Linked DNA regions of Mus musculus: region 2 is linked to region 1. A link is a contact called in public promoter capture Hi-C data. All regions are on one chromosome and are shown on one strand. The core of a region is the stretch at or near the end of the contact, and the rest is flanking DNA. Distances in the headings are between cores, read along the strand shown. Region 1 holds the start of Xpo6 (exportin 6). Region 2 holds the start of Armc5 (armadillo repeat containing 5).

Region 1 (5,676 bases), core at 531-3,030:
GAGAGAGTTGGGGAGACAGGGAGGAGGGGGTGGAAAATCATTAAGTTATAAGGTGGATGCGTAGGTGGGGGTGGGAAGCAGCCATGAAGTTTTAGGGTAGAGGGAGAAGGTGAGAAGGGTCAGGATGCTAGTGTGGAATCTTTGAAGTGAGTAACAAGTACTTGTGAATAGGGACCTCAGCAGCCTGGAGGCCACGTGGATATGCTGATAAGTGCCATAGCTATAAGTCAGTGGAGAGCCAGGTGTCCCTTCTGCCAGAAGTAAGGGAAAGGACTCCTTTTGGGGGAATAGGAACTTGTTTCACAAGTTTCCTAGGAATTCTGGCTTTTATCTAACACCAGAATTCCTTCTATAGTCCATCTTGAGCTCATTCTGGATATGTGGACTGCCTGAGACCTAATGTGTGTGTGTGTCCCTGTGCAAGCATGATACTAGTGTGGTCAAAAGACAACAATTTGTGGTAATTTATTTTCTCCTTCTTCAATTGGGTTTTGTTTTAGTCACTGTTTTATTGCTGTGAATATATACCATGACCATGACAACTCTTGTAAAAGAAAGCATTTAATTGGGGGCTTGCTTCCAGTTTCAGATGGTCCGTCTATCATCATGGCAGGGAACAGGTCGACATGCATGGTACTGGAACAGTAGCTAAAAGATACATCTGATTCACAAAAGGAGACTGGGTTTGCCATTGGCTTTTTTTTTAAATGTTTATTTATTTATTTATTTATTTATTTATTTATTTATTCTATGTAAGTACACTGTAGCTGTCTTCAGACACTCCAGAAGAGGGCATCAGATTTTGTTACAGATGGTTGTGAGCCACCATGTGGTTGCTGGGATTTGAACTCAGGACCTTTGGAAGAGCAGTCGGTGCTCTTAACCACTGAGCCATCTCACCATCCCTGCCATTGGCTTTTGAACTCTTTTTTTTTTTTTTCTGAGACAGGGTTTCTCTGTGTAGCCCTGGCTGTCCTAGAACTCACTCTGTAGACCAGGCTGGCCTCGAATTCAGAAATCTGCCTGCCTCTGCCTCCCAAATGATAGGACTAAAGGCAAGCTCCACTACTGCCCGGTGACTTTTGAACTCTTAAGGCCCACCCCGAGTGACACACATTTTTCCAACAAGACCACACCTAATCATTCTAATCGGTTTCAAATAGTGCCACTTCTGATGACTAAGCTTTAGATATGGGATAGGCATTCTTATTTAAACCAGTACAGGTTCTGAGGATTGAACTTAGATTGGGTTGTCAGACATAGTGGCAAGTACCTTTAAAGGCTGAGCCATATCCCATAAAAACTTATTTTATTTACATGCATGTTTGTGTACCTATATATGTGTATGCTATGTGAGTATGGGTGCAGGTGTCTCCAGAGTCCAGAAGAGGGTGTTGAGTCACCTGGTGTTGGAGTCTGGAATTAGGGATGAAGCCAATTTAGATCGTGACACTAAGTGTTTCAATTTCATCCTGTGACACTTTCTGGTCCTAGGACCCAGAACTGTGGACTGAATGAATAAGATCCCAGGAGAGCACAGACCAGCATCGCCGAACTTCTAGTCCGGTGTCAGGGTCCGGAAAGATGCTCAGAAAAGATTTGCGGAATGAATGAGTGAAAAGAAACGAAAGGGAAACCTTTCCTTTACCAAAATGGCCGCGTGTCCCTTTACCAACGCGGCGGTCCCTGGCCTCTTGGGCGGGGACGTGGTGGGCGGGGCCAGTGAACAGTCAGGTGCGGCCCCGCCCTCCTCTGCCCTCACTTGATTCCGGATTGGTCCGGTTCCAGCGCCGCAGCAGGCCGCGGGCTGAGGGGCCGCCTGGTGCTCGCCACTTCCGGCGCGTTGGGCTGTTGGCAGAGGGTGGCCGCGAGGGGCGAGCCGCGGCTACTGGTGGCGCGCAGGGATGCGGAGGGAGCCCGCCGCGAGGACAGAGGTGGCGAGGACAGCAAGGGCCCGCGGGCCTCTCTCCTGAGCCGGCCGCGCCGCCCAGGCCCAGGCAGCCTCTGCCCCTTCAGTCTCGGCTGAGGCCCGTCGCCGCCTCGGGCCGCGGAGGCCGGGGAGTCCCTGCCTGGGCCCGCAGCCTCCCTCTCGGGGGTCGGGCCCAGGCGGGGGGCCTCGTGTAGCCGCCTCTGAACCCCATTTTCTGCTTTTGCGTTTCCCCGGGGTGGGCCGAGGTCTGGATGAATCGCTTCGGGGGGTCCCCGAAGGGGCCCGTGTGCTCCTTTTAAAGGTGCCGGCGGGGCCCGGGTAGGGAACCGGTTGTCTTTGCATGGGCGGGGGACTCCCCGAGCCTGCCGGGACCATGACCTGAACTGTGCGAGCGGGACACGACGGATCCCAAGAGCTAGCTCACCTGAGCCATCCCCTTCCCGGCCAGCATGGTGAGTGGGTCCAGGGACCGGGTTGGAGGGGTGGCAGTGGGCCTCAGAGCAGCTGAGCCATCTCTTCTTCCCTGAGGCGGGGAGAGGCGCGTGCGAGCCTGGCCGGTGACACATGCGTGCAGGGTGTGCAACCGGCTGTACGCTCCCATTGCCCCCACCCCCACCCCCACTGGATGTCTTGAGTAGCGCCACGGATACAACCCCCTGCCTCACTGTTGGCTGTGCCCTTGTGCAGCAAGTCGTGATTATCAGTATCATTTATTTATTGATGGCATACTGTGTGTCATTTCCTTTGCTAAGTCAGTGGTATGTATTTTGTTAGTATATCAACCCCCTGATTGGAAATGGGGGATACTTGAGGCAAGAAGCAGTTAATTACTCTGCCCAAGGTCAGTTGACTCTTTTGGGTTAGTAGCACTATTTGAACATAAGCAATCTGTTATAGAACTGGCTGGATTTTTGGAGACCATCTGTCCAGCGGTAGGTTTGCGTTTGCAGAAATCTAAAGTAGTATTTGTAGAGGTTACTGGTTACGGATACAGACGATGGCAGAGTCAGCAGTGGGGTCTTTGGACATCTTGGTTGCTGTTCTTTTTGTTTTCTGCTCTGGCCTTTTCCTTGGAAAACTATGCATACTTTCAGGTCCCACTAAAAAAAACCTCTCTGAAAGGAAAATACCTCCTCTTCTTGCAGGCTTTTTAGCTTTTCCATAGTCCTTGGGGTTTGTGTACTCAGAGCAGTTGGTTGAGTGCTTGTCTTTTGCCATTTTAATGTTTCTGAGCCTTATCTGCCCATCACAGTAGGCAAGGTGAAGTTAGTCCTCTGATTCTTTATCTGCCTCAGTTTGGCATCTAGCCCATGATGAGTGAGTGCCCAGCCTGGGTTTGAGCACTGATCCCCCCCCCCCCCCCCCACACACACACACACATTGCCTGGCGATTAGAGGTGTATTGAGATGTGGCTGGTGCACCTTTTTAATGCACACATCAGACCAGACTGTCAAACTCTTAAGGGGTGGGAGGGTGGGTGGGGTACATAAAGTCCTGGTTAGTGGAAAGAGGTTGTTCTAAGGCACTCACTTTGTCCTCCTGGGTTTACAACCAAGCTGGGTAAAATACACCATTAAAGCTGAGCAGCATGGTATGATTTGTGCTATATATGGTGTGTGTGTTTGTGTACATACTAGACAAGGTGACAGATTTGTTGAACTTCAGTTTGTTTCCTGATCTATACAATGTACAGACAAGAATTTTCCAAAAGTAATTTAAAGATAGGAAACATATATGAATCCCACCCCTTCATTATAATTTTATGAAATGTTTGAATTTAAATATCCCCACTCCCCCCAGACAGGGTCTTCCTGTGTAGTTGTCTCTGGCTGTTCTGCACTCAGTACATAGACCCGCCTGTCTCTGTCTCCTGAGTGCTGGCATTAAAGGTGTGGGCCACTGTACCCAGCTGAAAGTTTGAATTTTTGAATTGTGATAAGGTACACTTAAGGACTTAGACTAATTTTCAGTTTTCTGACATGTACATTTCTGTTGTGTAGCTCTCATGGTTTATTTACATCGCCACGGAATTTCATCTCCCCAAACTAAAACATGGTATCATGACATACTGACCTTGGTCCCTCCTTTAGCAGTTCCTCTCCTGTCCCCTGGTCTCCAGTGTGTCTCCCTTTCTGTCTCTATCCTTCTGATCTAATCTTCCTACTTTTTTTTTTTTTAAAGATTGATTTATTTATGTATATGAGTACACACTGTAGCTGTACAGATGGTTGTGAACCTTCATATGGTTGTTGGTTGTTGGGATTTGAACTCAGGACCTTTGAAAGCGCAGTCAGTCCTCTTACCTGCTGAGCCATCTCTCCCCCCCCCCCCCCTTTTTTTTTTTTTTGGTAGAAGAGTCTTCTCTCCTATGACTGGCACATTTCACTTAATGAAGTGTCTTCAAGACCCATGCACGGTGTTGGTGTGCAGGCTTTCCTTGCAGTCTTCGAGTGTGTGTGCCATGTTTGCTTGTCCACCCATCCATCCCTTGGTGCTTGCTTTGTTTGTGTCCCCCTTTGTCAGTTGTGAGTAATCTGCGGTGAGAAATAGAGTGTACAAATCCTTAAATCCTTTGGCTGGCTGGCTTTCTTTCTTTCTTTCTTTCTTTCCTCCTCCTCCTCCTCCTCCTCCTCCTCCTTCTTCTCCTTCTCCTTCTTCTTCTTTTTTTTTTTTTTTTTTTTTTTTTTTTGGTTTTTTGAAACAGGGTTTCTCTGTGTAGCCTTGGCTGTCCTGGAACTCACTCTGTAGACTAGGCTGGCCTTGAACTCAGAAATTCACCTACTTCTGCCTCCCAAGTGCTGGGATTAAAGGCATGCACCACCACTGCCTGGCTTTGGTTAGTTTTCTATAGCCTTCATACTCTACACCCTAGAGAATGTAGATATGAGATACACAGATAGTGTCCTGCCCTCAGGGAACTTAGCTTGTTGCTGGGATAGAGTTTTCTGTACGGTAGAGCTATCAAGTCATTCATGTGCTTAGTTTCATCTAGTTGGCAGTAATTAGGGCATTACAAGCATGATTACCTTCGAGGAATTAATTGTGAAGCTTTTGATTTTGTATGTAGACCTCAACTTAAGCATGCAGGGGATAGTTACTGTGGGTGTGAGACTGATAGGATCTTCTGTCAAGACCCTAATGGTTCTTCTGTTGTTGTTTCAGGGGAGGAAGGTCAAGAGATTGGGTGCCATCTTTGTTTGCTAAGTCAGGAAACTATTGCCTGACTTGTGTCTGACAGGACGAGGGCCTTTCTTGGGGATCACAGCCCTTTACTTCAATAATTCTTTTCCTCTTCATTTTTACAACTCCAAAACCTGTCGGGGCTTGAAGGGTGGTTGTGTACTAGTCAGGCCTTTGAACTAAATTGCCCAGATTGGCTTAGAACTCCTGTCCCCTTTGCCTTCTGTGGGGATTATAGACCTGTGTCACCAGGCCTGGCTACATTTGGACTTAGGGTAATTGTTGATCTAAATGTAAGTGTTTGAAATGTCTTTTTTTTTTAATAGTAGACTGGCATAACAGGTAAAAACTACATCTCTGACCAGGTGTGGCCCTAGCACCAAAAAGAGAAGAACAAAAAAGTTACTCTTTAGGAGTAATGTTATCTGCTTGCCTTGGAGGGGAGTGAGTTTAGTGGGGAGATGAGTCACGGTCAGATAACTAGAGATGGTGATAAGATTAAGTGTAAAAGATTGCTGGGTGCAAAAAGCATTTGCCCAAAGAATGACTGATTGAGATTAAGGGA
Region 2 (5,177 bases), core at 808-3,307, 2.0 Mb before region 1:
ATATGTCAGGAAGAGCGGCTGAAGTGGTCATGTAGTCCAGGTAACTTGGCTTGAACCAAGTTAACTTTTATCCCTGCCAATCAAAAGGCAATACGGCCCAGCACAGCAGGCAAGGTTAGAGAGAACTTGGCATTCCATCAAGCCTACTGTCAAACACATTACTTGCAATCTATGCAAGTTTAAATATAAAAATGCTTCACTTTAAAAATTAAGATTTTTGTCAAAATTGAGATACAGGACAGGCAATGATGCAACTTTGTTCCCATCATCACCATAAGGAGGCGCCAAATCACCCGGTACACAGAAAGGCTGATCCTCTGCTGGAATTTGTTTCCTGTGTTTAAGTACCCACTTATGCTTGGAGTCTGGGCACTGTACATTTGAATTTCATTTTCTACTCAACTTCAATCCTGTCGGGTAGCTATTGTTATTACACAAAGAATTCTTGCTTTGGAGGGGTTGGGTGATTTGCTTGGTATGTCTGACTTTTAAACTCACTTTCTAACTTTTAAAACTACACTTTCTGGCCTCCTGCTCTTCCATGTGAAGCCTTGCACAGGGACGGGTACTGTCCCCGAGAAGCACCAAAAACAAAGTATAAGCCACTTGCTCAAAAGTGAGGCAGGAGTCAGTATCTACTTCTGGTCTGGGCAGGTCCAGGTCTAATTTATGGAGAGAGCAGTGACGTCACATAGCATCACACCTGAGGAGATGAGTGGCGCTGCACCATCACAAAGCATGTACTCAGAGGCCTGGCATAATGGAAGGGCAGCGCAGATACTGTGGGTTGGAACCTTTCTAAGAAATGGGGGCGGAGCACTTACCCAAAGGGAGAATGCCTCCAAGTCTCCGCACTTCGGCCCGGCACGCCCCTTCTGTACAGCAGTTGGCTAGAATGCTGAGCGCCAAATCCAGCGTCTTGCGCAGGCGCATTGGCAACGAAGGCGTCAAGAGCGACTCGGCAGCGGGGGCGTGGCCAGGGGTAGAACCAGCTGACGCAACCGACGAAGGGGCGGAGCCAGAGGCTGCTTGGGACGGGGCGGGGCCCGCAGCAGCCGTTCGGCGGAGCAGGGCGAGAAGGGGGCGGAGCCCGCCGCGTGCCCGGAAGCGCTCAATCCCCTCTGCCGCCTTGATGTGGCGCGTGCGAAGAGCTAAGAGCGCGCGGCCCAGGGGTGTCTCGTTGGTAGCTGGGTCCTTTCCCCCACCTGGCCCCTCCCCGGCCGCCGCCGTGAGCTGCGCGAGGCAAAACGAGAGCGAGTCCGTAAGGGCCGGTCTCGCAGCCGCCATCTTGGCCCGGGCCTCAGGCTCCGCCCCGCGTCTCGCCGGTACTCTGAGAGAGCGGAACTGGAAGAGGGGGGCGTGGCCAGGCTGCTCCTCGGAATAGCGCCGCCGCAGTTATCTTGCGAGTCGGAAGTTCAAGTTCTAGATTCTGGAACTCCGGTACTTGCACAGTCGCAGAAGACATGGCGAGAATGGTATTTATCTGTGGGAAAGTAAGAGGCGCGTGCGGTGCATGCTGGGATATGTAGTCGGCGCCAAGCTTAGTGCAGTTTAAGTGGGTGAGAAACTCCTCCCGGGGCCGAAGAGTGAACTGTTGCTCCTAGGATCAGACGCCCCGCGGTGGAGTCTTAGTGCTGTCCTGTGCTCCCCAACGTGACTTAGCCACTTCGCTCCCGGTACGTCCTTGTCGGCGACGTTCAGACTTGATTGGCAACCCTCAAAGCGCGGTGATCAATGGCTCCGAAAGCCGGACTGACAGACTCGCAGAACCCCAAGCCGTTTCAAAAGTGCTAAGTTCCCGACAGAAAGGTCTCGCCAAGCGAATGAAAGAGTTAAACCTACCGGGAAAGTTCGCTGCCACTTCCTAGAGTCTCTCGGGCTTGGGGACCTTTCCGTTTCCGGTACCGGCCTCCAAGCCTCCAGTGCCCCGTTCTCCAACTGTGCTGATGAGTTAAACGGGTGGCATTTAGGAAACCGAGCGCTTTTCGGCCGCAATGGAACTTGCGGCTCCAGAAGTGACCAGGGAGAATCTAGATGGGGCTAAGCTGCTGGAGAACCGGACGTCAAAATTCCCGGGAGCCCCCAGGTCGCCCCTGGATCGCGAGACCGCGCTACATGAGCGCCCCCTCCTGGCGCGGCCGGAACAACCAGCCCCCGTGGAAAAAATGCTGGACCAGCAGTACTTATGTAGGTCAGGCTCTGGCCCCAAGGAAGAAACCTTTGTCAAGACCAGTGATCCTGCAGTCCCCAAAGCTTTCAAGTGTAGGGATTGTGGGTTGGCTGTACCCAGTCTCTCTGATCTCATTCACCATCAAAGCAGCCATGGGTGTGACCGCCCTTACAGCTGTCCAGAGTGTGACAAAAGCTTCCGGCGTGGCTCAGATCTGGTTAAGCATTACCGAGTTCACAGTGGTGAAAAACCATACCCCTGCCCAGAATGTGGCCGTTGCTTCAGCCTCAGCTCTAATCTCACTAAACACCGTCGTTCTCACTCAGGTCTCCGGCCGCACAAGTGCATGGAGTGCGGAGAGGCCTTTGGTCGCAGTGCAGACCTAGCAAAACACCAGCGGGTGCACACTGGGGAAAAGCCCTATGCGTGTGCTGAGTGTGGAAAGACTTTCAGGGTTAGCTCCAACCTGATCCAGCACCAGCGAACTCACACTGGTGAGAAACCCTACCGCTGTGGCCTCTGTGGCAAGAGTTTCAGCCTGAGCTCTAACCTTTTACAGCACCAGCGCTGTCACACAGGCGAGAAACCCTACTTCTGTGCCTGGTGCGGAGACAGCTTTGGGCGAAGTTCCTATCTGCTAGAACACCAGCGTTCACACACGGGTGAGAAGCCCTACAATTGCTGTGAGTGTGGCAAGAACTTCACCAACAGCTCAAACTGCCTACGGCACCAGCGCACTCACAATGGAGAACCGCCCTTCAGGTGTCTTGAATGTGGTCGTGGCTTTAGTGAGATCACCATGTTCACTGAACACCAGCGCATCCACTTGAGCAAATGACCTTTCCAGAATGTGGCAAAAATCTCACACCACAGTTCCATCAATGTTCACACATGGGCAAGAAACCCTAGAAGTTTCCTGATTGCAGCTAGTATTTTTGTGGACACCAGCCTATGCACACAAGCAAAGGCCTTTCATTTGCAGGTTTGTCAAGAGCTGCAGTCAGATTTCCCACTTGCTCTTCTACCAGGTGACCCACATGAGCAAGAAGACCTCCATCTGCCCCTTAATAAGGCAAGCCTTTGCCCATAACGCTTAGCCTTGTCTAACATCAATGGGTGTTCCAAGATGAGAGTTTCTGCAGTTATCCCTGGCTTCAATGAAGGGACCAGAGTGTTGTTAGTTTTTTTTTTTTTTTTTTTCTTTTTTTCTACGTCCCGAAGGTGACTTAACTAAGGGCCACTAATGGGGTTCACAAATGGCATCTGGGTTGAGCCACAGGCTAGACGAACAGCACTAGAGCTGTGTCTGCCTTCAGAGAAACAAGATTTAAACACACACACATGCACACACAAAAGTCCTGTTTTCTGAGATTTCATTCAGAATCTCCATTAGCTAGACAAAAGTTTTTAGATGCCCAAAACCACATAGCTCCTGCCCCAGCTGCAGATAGGCTAACCATGACAAAAGCAACAACTCCTTTTTCTCTGGAGGAAGAGGATTACAAACCAGGCAAAGTCCATGTGAGGACTACAGTAGCCAGAGGTTGGAGGAGGACCAAAGGGGATGATCAAAGGCTATGTCTTGGCAAAAGGACCGGAGAATTTGACCTTGGGATTGTTACATAAACTCTGGGTGTAAGAAACCATTTGAGGAACTCTTCACCACTCATTAACTCTCTCTACTGCTTACACTAGGGTGCTAGAGGTTGAGGTAGAAACAAAGAAATAGATGTTGAGTTCAGGATACTTTATGGTATTTCTAGGCAGGGGCAAAGGCCCAAGATTTGTCATCTCGTTCTTTTCTAGTCTTCAGTCCCTTCCCTTGAAAATCCCCCTGCCCCCCTCACGCCCTTTCCTTCCTCCATCAGTGGAAGAATAGTGAAAACTTCTGGACTTTGGAGATTCAGTGTGGCCTTTCTGTCTGATATAGAGGAGGTTGCCCACACAAATGTATTTCTACTGCTAACATTATCCTATATGGGAGCACAGGGTTTCCCAGAGCACCACATAGTCTTTGAGCAGAGTCCAAGCAATAAGAGACTGCTTGTTTTCCCGAGAGGTGCCCTTGTCTGCACCACATGCATACAAGTGTCTCCTCAATCTTTTGTGACAGTCCATCCATCCTTAACTGCAGAATCTGGATCCCCTGCCCTCCAGTTTTGCTGCCGTTTATCAAGCTTGCTGTGTCTGTATAGAATAAGAGGCTAAAAGAGGAAGAGAATCAGGTTACCCAGCCTCAGTTTCTAAGTGACTGGGTTTGTCTCTAGTTGTGTGACTCATTTCTTTTTCTGGCTCTCAGTTTCTTCATCTGTGAAATATGCAGTGTACCTCAACCAGGCTGTGACTATTCCATGGATATACCAACTTTCATGAAGTGCCTGGTTAGGGGAATGGCTTAGTAAGCCTCAGTTCTCAAATCTGGGGTCTTGTTTATTGTATCATTCAGAAAACATCATGGAAACTCATGGATCAGTTTCTAAGATTGCCGAAATGAACTAGACACTCCTGGAGTAGTCTATTTTCTAATAAAGGCACCGCAACAGTAATAGAGTGAATGATGCTGGCATTGGAGATGGGGTGTCACCTGGAGCAAATCTGAAAGGCATGAACAGCTCTGGCTCTTTAAACTGTGTAGGGGAAACTTACTCCAAGCAGGAGTAAGTAATTAGAGAAATTCTTGATGTGTTTCCATCAACAGTACTTCAAAAAACACAACCCCTGGGTTTGAGTTGAAAATCTGAGTATAGCACATCTATAGTTGGCACTCAATAAATAGTTGTTATGGTTTGGTTCTGTTTATGCTGCTTACTATTTGGTCTTTGGCTCTGTTAAATTGAGTGGGTGTTATACCTATACCTGCATATATGTGTTAGGCATATGGTACAGGTTAGCATGGAAGCAAATTCTCTTGGGGAAACTGAAAGCTTACGTCTCACATTATAGCATGTATCACTGGACCTACTCTCTAATTGCAGGAAAAACAACAGCAACAAACTTACCTGACTAA

Evidence for each region. Promoter capture Hi-C pulls out the DNA fragments that hold promoters and counts their contacts.
Region 2: a promoter capture Hi-C map of liver shows a contact between it and region 1, with 5 times the contacts expected there. The contact joins the promoter of Armc5 here to the promoter of Xpo6 in region 1. A contact is called at or near these places in 5 of 39 promoter capture datasets (the C10 cell line, liver, neutrophils and 1 more), 1 of 484 Hi-C or Micro-C datasets (CD4 T cells) and 2 of 9 other capture datasets (adipose tissue and liver).

What each region holds. Positions count from the first base shown.
Region 1 is chr7:126,196,605-126,202,280 of GRCm38.p6, reverse strand. It overlaps Xpo6 (exportin 6), which reads left to right and starts at 1,780. Exons shown (of 24, transcript NM_001311143.2): 1 at 1,780-2,382. The coding sequence starts at 2,380.
Region 2 is chr7:128,234,237-128,239,413 of GRCm38.p6, reverse strand. It overlaps Armc5 (armadillo repeat containing 5), which reads right to left and starts at 2,057. Exons shown (of 6, transcript NM_146205.2): 1 at 825-2,057. The coding sequence starts at 1,287. 9130023H24Rik (RIKEN cDNA 9130023H24 gene) reads left to right here and starts at 1,383. Exons shown (of 1, transcript NM_177001.3): 1 at 1,383-4,963. The coding sequence starts at 1,995. The coding sequence ends at 3,008.